Regions from separate parts of the Mus musculus genome. Here region 1 is linked to region 2. Evidence: chromatin contacts called from public Hi-C data. All regions are on one chromosome and are shown on one strand. Each heading gives the region's core, a stretch centred on a gene start, on an enhancer-like site or on the middle of the called end of the contact. The rest is flanking DNA. Distances are from core to core; before and after follow the strand shown. Region 1 holds the start of Abcg5 (ATP binding cassette subfamily G member 5). Region 2 overlaps Dync2li1 (dynein cytoplasmic 2 light intermediate chain 1).

Evidence for each region. Hi-C and Micro-C count contacts between places; a contact is called where the count stands out from the background.
Region 1: a contact with region 2 is called in a Hi-C map of liver, with 2.1 times the contacts expected there. The contact joins the promoter of Abcg5 here to the enhancer-like site in region 2. A contact is called at or near these places in 4 of 39 promoter capture datasets (embryonic stem cells, liver and macrophages), 19 of 484 Hi-C or Micro-C datasets (8-cell embryo, the Patski cell line, embryonic stem cells and 5 more), 4 of 115 datasets of contacts at active chromatin or transcription factors (embryonic stem cells, hepatocytes, intestinal villus epithelium and 1 more) and 3 of 9 other capture datasets (adipose tissue, liver and pancreatic islet).

What each region holds. Positions count from the first base shown.
Region 1 is chr17:84,680,908-84,687,926 of GRCm38.p6, forward strand. It overlaps Abcg5 (ATP binding cassette subfamily G member 5), which reads right to left and starts at 2,104. Exons shown (of 13, transcript NM_031884.2): 1 at 1,821-2,104; 2 at 1,104-1,225. The coding sequence starts at 1,966. Abcg8 (ATP binding cassette subfamily G member 8) reads left to right here and starts at 2,214. Exons shown (of 13, transcript NM_026180.3): 1 at 2,214-2,387; 2 at 5,710-5,814. The coding sequence starts at 2,325.
Region 2 is chr17:84,642,691-84,649,515 of GRCm38.p6, forward strand. It overlaps Dync2li1 (dynein cytoplasmic 2 light intermediate chain 1), which reads left to right. Exons shown (of 13, transcript NM_172256.2): 6 at 182-368; 7 at 1,415-1,483; 8 at 2,029-2,106; 9 at 4,555-4,631; 10 at 4,956-5,026; 11 at 6,526-6,623. Among named protein-coding and RNA genes, the nearest start is that of Dync2li1, 20 kb to the left of the region's middle. Within about 2 kb of position 5,166, at least 33 of the 459 cell types and tissues checked have an H3K27ac peak or open chromatin away from gene starts, as enhancers often do. A contact at or near this core is called in 8-cell embryo, hepatocytes, liver and 1 more, where this site is marked.

The DNA.
Region 1 (7,019 bases), core at 854-3,353, 35 kb after region 2:
CCCAGAGCCCCTCTTCTGGGCCAGTGTACCCCTCCCCAGCTGCTGCAGATAGGAAAATTTACAGCTATAGGTTTTGCAGGGGCAGAGGAGGAAACCCCTCAGAGGATAATGACAGTTAGTGGAAGAACACAAAACAAACATGGAAGTCACATTCAAAGGTTAAAATCTCACCTGGAAAGAATAGTGAGACACGGGGAATACACACAGGTGGGCTCAGCGCAGTGTGTGTGATGCTTAACTCCTGAAGAGAGAGGCCCAAAGAAAGCCTGGTGTGCTTGGTGTGCTCGGTGAGACTATATTAACATGAGGTCTTTTTTAGTGGTATCTGTTCTCAACTGTGTGTCTGATGACCATCATAATGAAAAGACAAGTAGGGTCAGGAATAGAAGTTAAGTCCTGCCTAACAACTCCTTGACAAAAACTTTCCAGATGTGGGAATATCAGTTGAAAGTAGAATTGGGGGCCTTCGAAGGAACTCCACAGGAAGACCAACAGAGTCAACTGACCTGGGCTCTTAGCTCTCCTAGGCCTCCCTGCACCACAGTCAATCAAACAATCAGGAGGGGTGGCCAGGAGAAGGTCAGTGAGCAGAATGCAAAGTGAGAAAGAAAGTAAGGAAGAAAGAAAGAAAGAAACAAAGAAACAAAAGAAAAGAAAGGAAGAAAGGAAGAAAGGAAGGAAAGAAAAGAAAGAAATATAGAAGGAAGAAAGAAAAAAAGGGAGAGAAGGGAGGAAGGGAAAGGAAGGGAAGGAGGAAGGGAGGGAAATACATTTGGGGCTGGGGTGCTGGGGCAGAAGGTTTACTGAGCATGCCCAAGGCTCTGGGTTTGCTCTCTAGCATCACAGTCAATCAAACAAGCAAAGAAGGCACTTACGTGTTAGGCAGGACTTTCCACTCTTTCCAGGGATTTTCCTCAAGATTTCACTTTGGTACTAGGTTCTATTGGCAGCCAGACAAGTCACCAGATTGTATTCAAATGCCAAATGCATGGCTGCCTCTCTACAACTTAAACTTACTTCTTAAACATTGTGCTTAGACAGAGCCAAAGCCTCCCAGAGCCTGCCTTAGAAGTACAGGAGCCCCGGCCCCCCCAGGCACTTACCTGAGCTGCCTAAGATGCACATAATCTGGCCACTCTCGATGTACAAGGAGACATCTTTGAGGATTTGCCTGTCCCACTTCTGCTGGCATGATTTGATGTTCCACCAAGGCCCGACACGGTTGCTTTAAAGGAAATCCCACAAGGGCAAAGGCAGAGTAGGGTCCTGGAAGGTGCCAGACCCCTGCTCCCAGCCCTACCCCATCCCAGTTGCCCCTGGACAGGTTGACAACTCTGTTTTAGCCTTATGTACCACTCTGTTGTCCTTGGAGGTATAATGACAAGTTGGCCACCACCCAAGGAGCATGCCTCCCATTAGCTGCTCTGATTACTGGGTCTCTGACTGGGAGATGGTACACCTGCACACTGCTTTCTTCTTGAAGTGAACCCTGCATTCCTTCAGCAGTGTTCATTCCATTTTGTGCCCCCAGCACCCCCACTCTCCGAGCCTTCTCCATCTACACAGGACAGGTGGTGGGCGAGTCAAGGAAGGGGAGAGCAGAAATCAGTGAGAAGCAGCAAGCGGCTTCAGGCAGGGCATGTTTTAATGTCCAGGCTCTGCCCTGCGCAGGAGGAGGAGGAGGAACGACTCACTGTTGTTACAGACTGTCCACTTTCACCCTGATCTGCTGGACAGACAACCCAAAGCCCACAGGCCCACCCACCCATTCAGAAAAGGCAATCAGAGAGCCTAGCTTTTTGCTGTGGAGGTCCCCTTACCTGACGCTGTAGGACACATGCAGGACACCTAAGCTGTGCCGAGCCTCTGTGCCCGTGACCGAACCTTGCTCCAGGGAGCTCAGAGACCCTCTGTTGATGTGAGGCCCTCTGGCTCCCTCTGGACTCAGAAAGGGCAGCTCACCCATGGCTAGCAGGAAGCAAATGCAAGTGAATTTTCTAGTGGCCTGTCCGGCTCCAGGGCAGCTTTAACTGAGGAGCCAATGGGAGTGCCCTGTCCGATCCTACCCAGCCCTGGAATCCTCGTGAGATAACAGTTCACCAATTTGGCCAACGATGCCATTATCTGATGTACCTTTAGCCAGAGTGTCCTTATCTCGACAATAGGCAGAACACACGGTGTGTTTATAGGAGTGTTTGCCAGAGAGGAATGCTGGGAGAAAGGCTGGCACAGAGGAGGGCTCAGGTGCCCCAGCTCTAAGGAGCAAAGACAGAGAGAGCCCAACAGCAGGGGAGGCCACACAAAGGGCACAAACAGCACTGGTCATGGCTGAGAAAACCAAAGAAGAGACCCAGCTGTGGAATGGGACTGTACTTCAGGATGCTTCGGTGAGTGAGCTCTGCCAGGGGGGAGGCAGTGTCAGACTGACTTTTCTTTCCTACCACAGGATTAGTCCTAATGTACCACCTGGACTTCAAGTAGAATGGAAATGGGGCGGCAGGGCCCTGTCTCCTCAGTGTTGATGGTCTGAGGGGAACAGTCTCAGGAGCCAGGAGACCTCTGAGGTCACTTCCCCACGACAGCACGCTCCTGTGAATGACCGGGATTGATGTTTTCCAAATGACATTCCATCACAGAGCGTTGACCCATGTGACTGTCAGACCAAGAATCTCAGTGGTAGTCAAGAGACAGCGGGGAGGTAACAACAGATCGCTACGCTTGCCATACTTATGTAGTAAGTTAGTCCTTGGCATTGTTTGGTGAGAACCAGAGGAAAGAGAAGGCCAGGGGGAAGCCTAAAGGTCTCTGTGTGAGGCTGAGAAGCTGCAGGGACAGACAGACCAATAGACAGAGAGACAGAGAGAAAGGGCAGGTGTCAGGAACAAATGCCAAGGAGGGGTTGAGGCATCTCGCTACCTTGTAGAGTTGAGGCTCTGCTTAGAGAAACCTCACTGAAAGGGCAGGGCTCACGGCTGGGAAGTCAGGTCATAAATCCCTCTGAGGGCCACTTTCCTCTTTCTCCTCTTCCCTCTTCCTTCTTCCTTCCTCCTCCTCTGCCCCCCCACTTCTCCCCCCCCCCTGTGTGTAACAGGAGGTTGAACCAAGTGTTCTACAACTGAGCCATTCCCCCAGCCCACGATTTATTTTTTTCTCTTATTACAAGAAAATATTTCTATGGCTACACATTGGTTTCAGGCAGTTTACAAATACACTGGCTGTGATAGTGATCGCTTGTTTGGGAGCGTCAGAATTGTGTGCTTGCAGTCTTATGGTCTGGGAGGGAGGCAGAGTGGACAGAGAGCAGCGAGGTGGCCAGGAAGTGGAGCTCCTAGGCCTCCTTCCTCATTAACCGGAGAAACATTTGCTTGATAAATGGCCTTTGACTCGAGTTGTGGGCAGGATTTGAAGCAGAAGGCAGTATGGGAAGACAGAGCAAAGACGACCTCCCCCTCCCCCCAGCTTCTACACCCGGCCCACTTTTCTGGAGACAAAGACCAGAACAGGATGGCCACATTCAACAGGGACGCCTCAGTCCCCTGTTCTAGGGGAGACAGGATTGCCTGAGATTGACCAATCCTACTACCACAGCAACAGGCAACTCTGCTGTCAGAATCCCCATGAGGCAGACGTCTATGGGGAAATAACTCCTTCTACGTCTTTGATGCTCCCTTCCTGAGTAGGATATAAAATCAGTGGTGGGTGTGGGGGCTTTTGCCCTTCAGATTACAGCTAAAAAGGCAATGAGCTGTCAGAATTCTATATTCAAAAGTGTGCCTAGGTCCTGCCACCTACAAGTTCCTTCTGTGAGGTCCCACTGTTGTAGGTGCCCTGTGATGGCCCGCCACTGACAACTGCAGGGCTTGGGGTGGGGGGGAGACAATGACACTGATATGCCCTGTGCCTCCGTTCTTAAAAGCTGTCAGTCAAGCTAAAAACTGCCCAGTGGTTTCCAGCCTCTCATCTCTGTATGCAAATTTAGAAAACTGAGCATTTCTTGCGGAGCTGGCTGGCTTCTGCTCCATGCCGTGGCCATCCATCTCCTCCTCTGCCCACCCAGCATCTCACTCTACAAAGAACTCACATAGCGGCCACACCGTCTTTCTACTCATATTCGAGTCAGGTCTTCACAGAGACCGGCACTACCCATACTCAGTGATGGCCTGGAAGGAGGGAGGAGATCAGGGCTATCTCACAGGGAATTCTGGCACTGAGTACCAGGGCGCCAGGACCCATGGTCTACAGCTCCTCGCACTGCAGACAGGGATAGGAAAGCCTGGACTCTAAGCAGAGGCAGATGAGATGGTGTCTGCAGGGGTCAACAGAGGGCCAGGTATGTGCCTTGGGCCAAAGACTTACCATATATGTCCCCACCAGGCACCACTGTTTTCTGCACATTTCTCCCTTTTTGTGCCCTCTGGATTTTCCCATGTGTCTGTGCTTCTGACTCAGGAATGTAACCAGAAGTTAATACAAGGAGACGTTACATTGTAGCCCAGCAGGAGCCACACTAGTTACCTACAAATAAACCCGCTTTCACTTTTTTAGGGTGTCACCTGTCACAGATTCAAATGATGTTCTGACAGTCGTGCTGATTAATGTGTCAGCCGAATAGATATTTAAGGGTTTGAAAAATAGAGAGAATTTGTCAAAACCTCAGGAATCCTTCCTGGGTGCCAAGGAAAATATTTTAAAATGGAACAGAAGTCATCCACAAGCCAGACAGGATATATTTTTTTTTTCCTTTCAGAAGCTGAGTTGACTGTGAGGCTCCTGGAAACCCAGACTCTCCGTGTGGACGGGGTCAGTGGGTTTGAGTGAGTCAGAGTGGCGACCTGGGCACTAATCAACTGCATCCCTGTCTTCCACTCTGTCCTCTCTGTCTGTCTAACCCCCCCCCCCCCAGGTCTTCACATTAGCGCAGTAACCTGAGAGCTTTCCTCCCTCAGTAGCCCCTCCACTCCTGAAGCCAATGGAAGAAACTTTGTATCAGTACAAGTGTCTAGGAACAAATTCCTAGCCCATGCAAGTAACTAAGATCTCTCCTAAAGATAATTGATTTGAAAACAAGAAACCCCAGGGACCCCGGATGTGTTGCTATGGTTCTGTCAGTATCATGATTGGCCTAGTATATTTGATGCTATGGATTTGATTCCCCAACACACACACACACACACACACACACACACACACACACCCCAAAAGATATCTCCAATATATTCCTACTTCAGAGAGATGAATTATATTACAGGGTAGGGGATGGTTGGCAGTCAGATCCTGGGCATCAAAATGAGATGGGAGACATAAATTCTAGTGTTCTGAAGCACAGCGGGGTGACCATAGTTTAAGCCATTGCTATTATTATTTTTTAGTAAAGATCAGAGAATGGAGCTGGGGTGATGCTCAAACATTAAAAGCACCTGAGAATACCTGGACCCCATTCCCATCACACACAGATGGTTCACAACCACCCATAACTCCAGGTCCAGAGGACCCAGTGACCTCTTTTGACCTCTGAGGGTGCCAGGTATGTGTGTGGCGCACGCACATGCATGCAGGCAAACAGTCATACACACAAAATAAAATAAAAATTTTACTTTCAAAGCAAAAGACCCGGAGAGAAGAATCTGATGGTTTCCAACACAAAGAAATGAGAACCGGGGAAGGCGCTCTCTGCATGTGACCCTTACACATTGACTACATGTCTCCCAGCAGGGCCTCCAGGACAGCTTGTTCTCCTCGGAAAGTGACAACAGTCTGTACTTCACCTACAGTGGTCAGTCCAACACTCTGGAGGTCAGAGATCTCACCTACCAGGTAGGGGCACGTGCCTGGGTTCAGGGGAGAAGGGTGGGCAGCTAACAAAATGTTCAGGAGAAGGAAGGGTGAGCCCACTCTGTAGGTTCTCTAATCCCAAGGGTGAAGTTCAGACTGTCCTGGGCGCAAGCCCTATCTGCAGCTAGAGGTTTGGAAAAGGGTAGAACCCCTCGTGAGGATGCTAGTGTTCACTGTGAAGGCCTGTGGGGATGTCGGTACTCATAACTTTAAAATTTGAAATCCTTCTCTAGATATAGATATAGTGTGTGTACATTTATGCACATATATTTTTATGTTTGTAATATTATATATATATCATATACATAAAATATATGTGTTTATATATACATACATATGATGTAGCTATACAATGTATGACATATATGAACGTATTATATATCTGTATTAGATGACAGATATCAAAGGGGCTGGGGAGACAGCTCACTCAGTAAAGTGCCTGAGCTCAGATTTCCAGAACCCACAGAAGACAATCTGGCCTGGGTGGCACAAGTCTGTGATCCTAGAGTCTAGAGGATCCTTCATGTCATTCAGCCTGGCCGAATCTGTGAGTTACAGGTTCAGCAAGAGACCAGGTCTCAAAAGTAAAGTAGAAAGTGCCATTTACCGCTGGGCTCTCAACACACATGTGCAAGGTGCATTCACACACAAATGTGCATGTACATACCTGTAGAAAACACACATAGCAAACACACAGTGTTTGTGGAGACACACTTTTTGCCTGGCTTCCCTTGAAGTCCACATCTTGCAAACTACATAGTAATTATCAAAACTAGGAAATTAACAATATGCTCTTAAGTAAATGACAGTTTGTTGAGATTTCATTCACTTAGATCTATTATCATCTATCTGTCATCTATCTAACATCTATGCATCCATCTATCATCTATTATCTAACATCTATCTATGCATCCATCTATCATCTATTATCTAACATCTATTCATCCATCTATCATCTATATATCATCTAACATCTATCTATCCATCCATCTACCATCTATCTATTATCTAGCATCCATCTATCATCTATCTATCTATCTATCTATCTATCTATCATCTATCTATCTATCATCTATCTACCTATCTGTCTATCATCTATCTATCTATCTATCTATCTATCTATTTATGTACCTACTTATGGTCTATTTTTTATAAAATATGTTGTCCCATTGCCCATAAAACATGTA
Region 2 (6,825 bases), core at 3,916-6,415:
GTCATACTGAGTACCAGTAGGAAGGACCAGAGTACACAAGGCTCTAAGTGAGCTCTCACTCCGTCTTGGAATAATGGCATGCTGGGTTTTGTAACTATATTAGATAAATTTCAGGACATTTCACATCTCAAAACAGTTACCACGAGGAATCTCTTTGTTTACAGCTGTTTTATCTCTTTAGGACATTTTCTATTGTTCTTGTTTTGGATCTTTCCAAACCTAATGATCTTTGGTCAACCATGGAAAATCTGTTGCAAGCCACAAAAAGCCATGTAGACAAGGTGATAATGAAGCTGGGCAAGACAAGCTCCAAGGCTTCGGCCGAGATGCGGCAACGAATGTGGAGCGTGGTGCAGAAGGACCATCCGGTGAGCTTCCCGGTTTGTTCTGGCCTCAGTGCCACACCGAGTAGAGACAGTACCTCAATGCAGCTTCTTTCATTTTCTGCATGACTTAAAATGTGTTTGATGTAAATGAACTGGTTTACTGGAAAATTACAGCAATTTCATAAACCTCAGAAAGAGCCAGAGAAGGGGAAGACGCTGACGTCTCCTCGTCAGACATCTGCCGTGTTCACTGCGATGAACCTTACCATAACTCAAGAGAAAGGGAGTTTTAGAGCAGAGTTCTGACACTGATTGTATAATCTTTGTAAAATGAAGATGAAAATCCGGGTTGAACTGGGAGAGGCTGGCTGAAGCTACGGACTGAAGCAGGAGCTGAGAGTCAGCTGCCTCCCCAGCAACAGGCGTCTGCATTCATTCAGTGGCTGTCATGTGACACCCCCCCCCCCCCCCCCCCGCCGCCATCCCCAAACTATCAAGTCCTAGAGTTGCTGTGGTGGCAGCACAAGGTTTTAGATACAGTTGGAATGTCATCATCTAGAAAACTAAGAGAAGCATTTCCTAGTGTCCATAGTTTGTGCGCCTGTGTCTTACAAAGTATCAGGACCAAATTCAGCCAAGCAGCACGCACTTTACATAAATGAGAAGCCCCTTAAAGATGATGTCCTTGTAGGGAAGCCCAGCAGTAGCCGGGTGGAGCACTCAGGAGGCAGAGGCAGGCATGTCAGAGTTCGAGGCCAGCCTGGTCTACAAAACAAGTTCCAGGACAGCTAGGGCTACACAGAGAGAGTCTGTCTTGGAAAACAAAACAAACAAACAAACAAACAAACAAACAAACCAGAGTAGCAGACCACAAAAGTGAATGGGCGCCATGGTGTTATGACAATTGCCATTTCTGGCTTCACACTTAAAATATAGCACAAAGTGAAAGTTAATATCATAGCAAACTCTATTTCAGAAAATATGGTCAACATCAATGACGAGAGTAAAAGGTGTTTTCTGAAGTAAACAGAAATTCCTGAGGACATAGCAATACACAACTATAATCAAGTATATCTGTTTATTAACAGGACCGGGAATTAATTGACCCATTTCCAATACCTCTGGTCATTATTGGAAGTAAATATGATATTTTCCAGGTAGGTGCTTCTATGTCTAGCTGTTCATGGGGCATGTGTAGCTATGCTTTTATGGGAAAATGATGAAATAAGAACAGTACCTCTGGAAGGGACCAGCTCAGAGACATCCATGTAAAAGATGTTAGAAAGGACGGTATGATGAGGACATCCCAAGGAGTTCAGGAAAATGAGCCCATTGGTTAGAACGGGGCGAGGCAGAAAACTTAAAAACAAATCTTAGCACTGAGGGATAAGATTTACTCCCCAACTGTAAACTGAAGAAAGTAGGAAATTAGTTTCTTCTTATCTTGGCTTGTCAGGGAGTCCTTAGGGTATTGCGCAGGATGAAATGTGTGCTTATATCTGGACTCTCTGAAGCCAAGCGTTTAAACAGATCTGATAGCAGTAGGAGACGGCGGCTTGTTCAGTCTCTCCAGATGTGAACGTGGAGGTGACCGAGCCGGACTCCTCAGGGTGGGGATTTAAAAACAAATAATGTGTTTCTCCCCAAGTGAGCTGTTGAGTCCTCTGGCTTATTTTTTCCTTGTAATGATTTTCTTCCACAGGATTTTGATCCTGAGAAGAGAAAGGTGATATGTAAGACCCTGCGCTTTGTGGCACATTACTACGGAGCCTCGCTGATGGTCAGTGCCTCCCTGCCCTCTGGGTGTGTGGAGAAAGGAGCGGGCTGCCCAGATGGGAATAATAGAGACCTGAGCTCGCCCTGCCCCTTTCCTTCTCACTTCCAAAGCTCTGCTTAGACAGGGCCCCTGCAGAGCCCTCTGCCCATGGCCTCCCCACCTTCCACGGCTTGTGTCTGTAAGCCCAGGCAAGCTTCAGAGATATGTTGGTGTGTTCACACATTTTTATTTTTGTCTTCAAGAATTAGAATCTATATTCCTTCAATGGAAGGGCCCGGGAGGAGGGGGGCAAGGGCGGGATTTTAATAAGATGGTGTTTTATGTAAAAGCAATGCTGGTATAGAGGTTAAAATCATGAATTTTGGAGTCGAGCTGCCCAGGTCAGTGTCACTGTGACCAACTCCTTGTCAGACAAGGATTCTGGACCAGCCACCTAAGCTTTGCATCCTCTGAGGTAAAAGCAGATGGGAACCGTGCCTGCCTGCTTCGTGAGGAGGGGTGCGGGCCTGAACTGTGGAGCCAGTGAATAAATAGCCCACCTCAGGAGACGGATGCATGGGGCAGGAAGTGCTCAGGTCCAAGGCGGCCTGAGCGTCTCAGAAACAACCCGAAAAGCACAGGGTTGTAATGATCTTCCGAGGTGGGCCAGACTTTGCTGGTTATCCTTTAAACAAAAGATAAAATGTAAAACTATTTTGCTGAAAAATACTACCTTAATTTCTGAACTGCTTTTGCTAGGCAAACTTAAAATGTTTGCACGTTAAAAGAGTAATTGTGGGAATTAAAATACTCTACCTTTTCTGAGCCTCTATAATGAGACCCTGTCTCAAAAACAAACAAAACAAACAACAACAACAAACAAGGCTATCTTAGCTGTTGAATAAATAGTTGGTGGTTTGCTTTCCTGAGTCAAAGTGCTCAAAGAGAGTAGAGCCCCAGGGCAGGGTGGAGCCTGTTGCTGCCCCAGCTGAACGAGCTCTGTATTCTGTGTATGTTCAATATCTATGCATTTAGAGCACTTCCCATTTCTTTATGTGTTCTCTTTACCTTCTTAGCCTGAGCTCTGTCTGCCTATACGTCAGGCTTTGGAAAGTCTTTTTGCCATTTTGAAAAGAACCAGTGGGGAGGAAGTTTCTAGTTCATTCATTTCTGCTAATGAGTGGAGAGGAGCACCTCCGAGGGTGGGAGGGGTGGCTCTGGGGAGGACACGGGGAGGAAGGGGAACGAGGGGAGGGGGAGGTGGGGGAGACGGGGGGGGGGGGGGCGGGGGAGGGGTTCCCAGCACTGAGCTGACTCAGGAGCACCAGCAGGAGTGGAGGGAGGGGTTTGAGAGGCAGCAGATGGTGAGATGAGTTGGTGAGAAACCTTGAGTGCTCTCCCACCCCTCGACCCTGAGAAACATTTGTGCTTAGGCTTGCTCCTCGCCCCTGTGGTAAAAACAAAATATTACAAAATTACATAGTTTAAAGCAATAACAATATATTATAATGTAACAAATATATAATTTCTTAGTAAAACTAAGTACAACAATCTTTTTTAATTAAAAAAATCCCTATTTTACATATCACACGATAAACATGATCATTATTAAATTCTTTGTTTTAAATGAATGTGTCTGACCTTTGTGAGCCCTTGTGTACTGTACTTCCTCTGTGAGCCTATTCTTACACCAGAGTCAGCGTTGTCCTGTGGACCTGCCATGGGAACCAGAAAGTTGCCATCTTTGCTTTATAAGTATTTCATTTCACTTCATACATCTGAGCCATTCTCCTTTGCCTTTGAATAGCAAAGTATTTAGAAGGCAAACAGTGACTGACCATCTGTGGAGGACACACAAACACACACACACTTCCTGCTTACTCAAGAGTCAGAGCCTAACTCTTGGTGGCAGGCACCCCCTTCACCATCCTGGGGTGCTGCAATTTGGCTCTCTTAGATCTACCCAGGAGAAGATTCAGAAATTGCCTACCCCCCAGCTCTGCAGGCAATTAAAAAAAGAAGCTAAAAAAAAATCAATTCAGGGAGTGCCGGTGTGACTGTCCCCGCCTGCAGCTGTCACAGTTACTTTTATATATGCTTCTCCCTATCTAACTGACCCAGTTAGATTGGGGGACATTTTCTTTTAGAACATTAAGAATGTTTGTGTTAACACACACCGCAAACATTTCAGGCAAACACTAATGTACAAATTAAAAACAAATTCTGATGATGGAAATTGGTGAGATGATTGGTGAGCTCTCTGGGTCCTTCCTGGATCACGCACTCATGAACTCGGTACCGAGGCAAGCTGATCCAGGTTGCCTTAGTCAGCCTCTGTTTTGTCGACTCAAATATACATGTTTTGAGGAAAAGAAGTTGTAATTCTCTGGCCAGTTGTGCTTGTTTAAAGCTGTGTTTTTTACTGTTAGAGGATGAGAGAGCAGAGTGTAATTTATCTCATTTGTTTCTAAGTTTACCAGCAAGTCAGAAGCTCTGTTACTGAAGATACGCGGTGTTATCAACCAGTTGGCATTCGGTATTGATAAAAGGTATTGGTAAATATTTTCCAATCAGTTCCCCCTGTTCCCTGGCTTCTGTATCTCCCTCCACCTTACCACTTTCCTGTGCTTATGATTGTCTTCTGTTCATTTTAAATGGAGTTGGAAGTTTTTGCATGTGTCTTCTCTGACTTTGTTCTTTCTCATGGTTTGAGCTGACTATGGTGTTAGTCTGTCACAACCAATGGTACTGGTCCATTTGGGTCAATGCTCTCATCCATGACTTAGATAAAATGTGGCCTTTGTATTTATACTAGAACGTGGCAGCATATTTAACTGGTGAACTAAATTACAATCTTTTTCTTTGCCATACAGCAAATCAATATGTGTGGATCAAAATAAGCCACTGTTTATCACAGCAGGACTGGATTCTTTATGTCAGATAGGTTGGTGAACTTATTAATATTGCTTAATCTTTTTAAATTGCTTATTGATTTTCTCTTCCTGCCTCCTTGGTCTCCAGCACACCACCATTTCTGGCTTCATTTCGTAACAGTTATTTCATAAGCATTCATTTGTATCCCCAGAATTGAGGAAGCTCCCAGCACATTGACGTACTTGTGATAGAAGGCAGGGCACTGCGTGGAGAAGTAAGAGCCAGAACTGAGACGTGGCTCAGAAATTAGAAGTACTTGCTGCTCTTCCAGAGGACCCAAGTTTAGTTTCCAGCACCAGTGTTGGATACACACACACACACACACACACACACACACACACACACACATACACTCAAGTAGGGAATCAATACTTTCTAACCAAAATGATAAGGGAACCCTTGAAGGTTAATAGTTGAACATTTTGGGGGACAATAAAGATGTTAGAAAGGATAAAAATCTCAGGTTATAGATCAAAAATTGCCAGAAAGTGACTGAATTTTTTAATTTTTTCAAATTAACTTAAATATTCAAGTTATAAATATATTATCCTCATTAAAATAGTAGGGACAGGGACTGTAGCTCAGTGGTAGAGTGCCTCAAATGAGTGAGGTCCTCGGTACAACCCAGCACTTTGAGGGGGAAGAGGGAGATGAATCTCGTGTGTGGTATGTGCGTGTGCATGTGTGTGTGTGTGCACGTGCGTGTGTGTGCATGTATGTGCATGTGTGTGGTGTGGTGTGTGTGTGGTGTGTGTATGGTGTGTGTGTGTGTGTGTGTGTGCATGTATGTGTGTGTGCACGTGTGTGCATGTGTGCATGTATATGCATGTGTGTGTGCATGCATATATGTGTGCATGTATGTGTGTATGTGCATGTATGTACATGTGTGTGCGTGCACTTGTGTGTGTGGTGTGTGCATGTATGTGTGTGTGTGTGTGCACTTGTGTGTGTGTATGCAGGATCCCTCACACACCTCTCTGGTACTCTGCATTTATACACGTGTATATGGTGTAGAAACTTTACCAGTCTGCATTATTGAACTCAGTATACTTTAGTGGGTTTTCAATGTATATTCTGCTTACAGTTCTAATTAATATTTGAACTCTTTCCTGGTTATGGAACATAGCCATACATACTGACAGTTTATTCTCTATAGTAATGAACTTCTGGGCAGTGATCGGTTTTACGTAAAATGGATGGCGCTGCTGTATGAAGCCTTTACCATGAGCACATGCGTATTTCTATTGTGAACACTGAGACCTGGAATTACTGTGAACAGGGCACAGATACCAGTGTAGGGAGTGGGAGTCAGAGTTATAGCTCACCGTTATGTCTTGCTGCCTCTGTTTCCAGTACAACCACCAAGATAGCACAATCATAATAGTGTCTGTAATGTGGAGATGGAAAGCGAGAGACCTAGGACTAGTGCTTTAATAAACAGCATCTGCTTGTTAATAGTTTACAAAAATTGAATCTTTGTAGTCAATTGAGGTAAACTTTCAATTTTAGGGTCTCCTCCTGTTCCTGACAGTGACATTGGAAAACTTCAGGCCCACTCACCTATGGAGCTGTGGAAAAAGGTGTATGACAAGCTCTTCCCACCAAAGGTACATGTTCTTCATTGCTGGGAAGCTATCAGCTGTGACCGGAAATGCCCAAAGGCCTGTTCTGATAACTCCATCTCTCTCTCATGTTCCAAAATGATGAAATGTTTGCTAAAACTGTTGTAGACAAAGCACCATGAAGATTAATAGCTGAGTAAGACATGGCCCCTGTCCCTTCCATACAGGGTTCTCTGGCTGTTAGAAG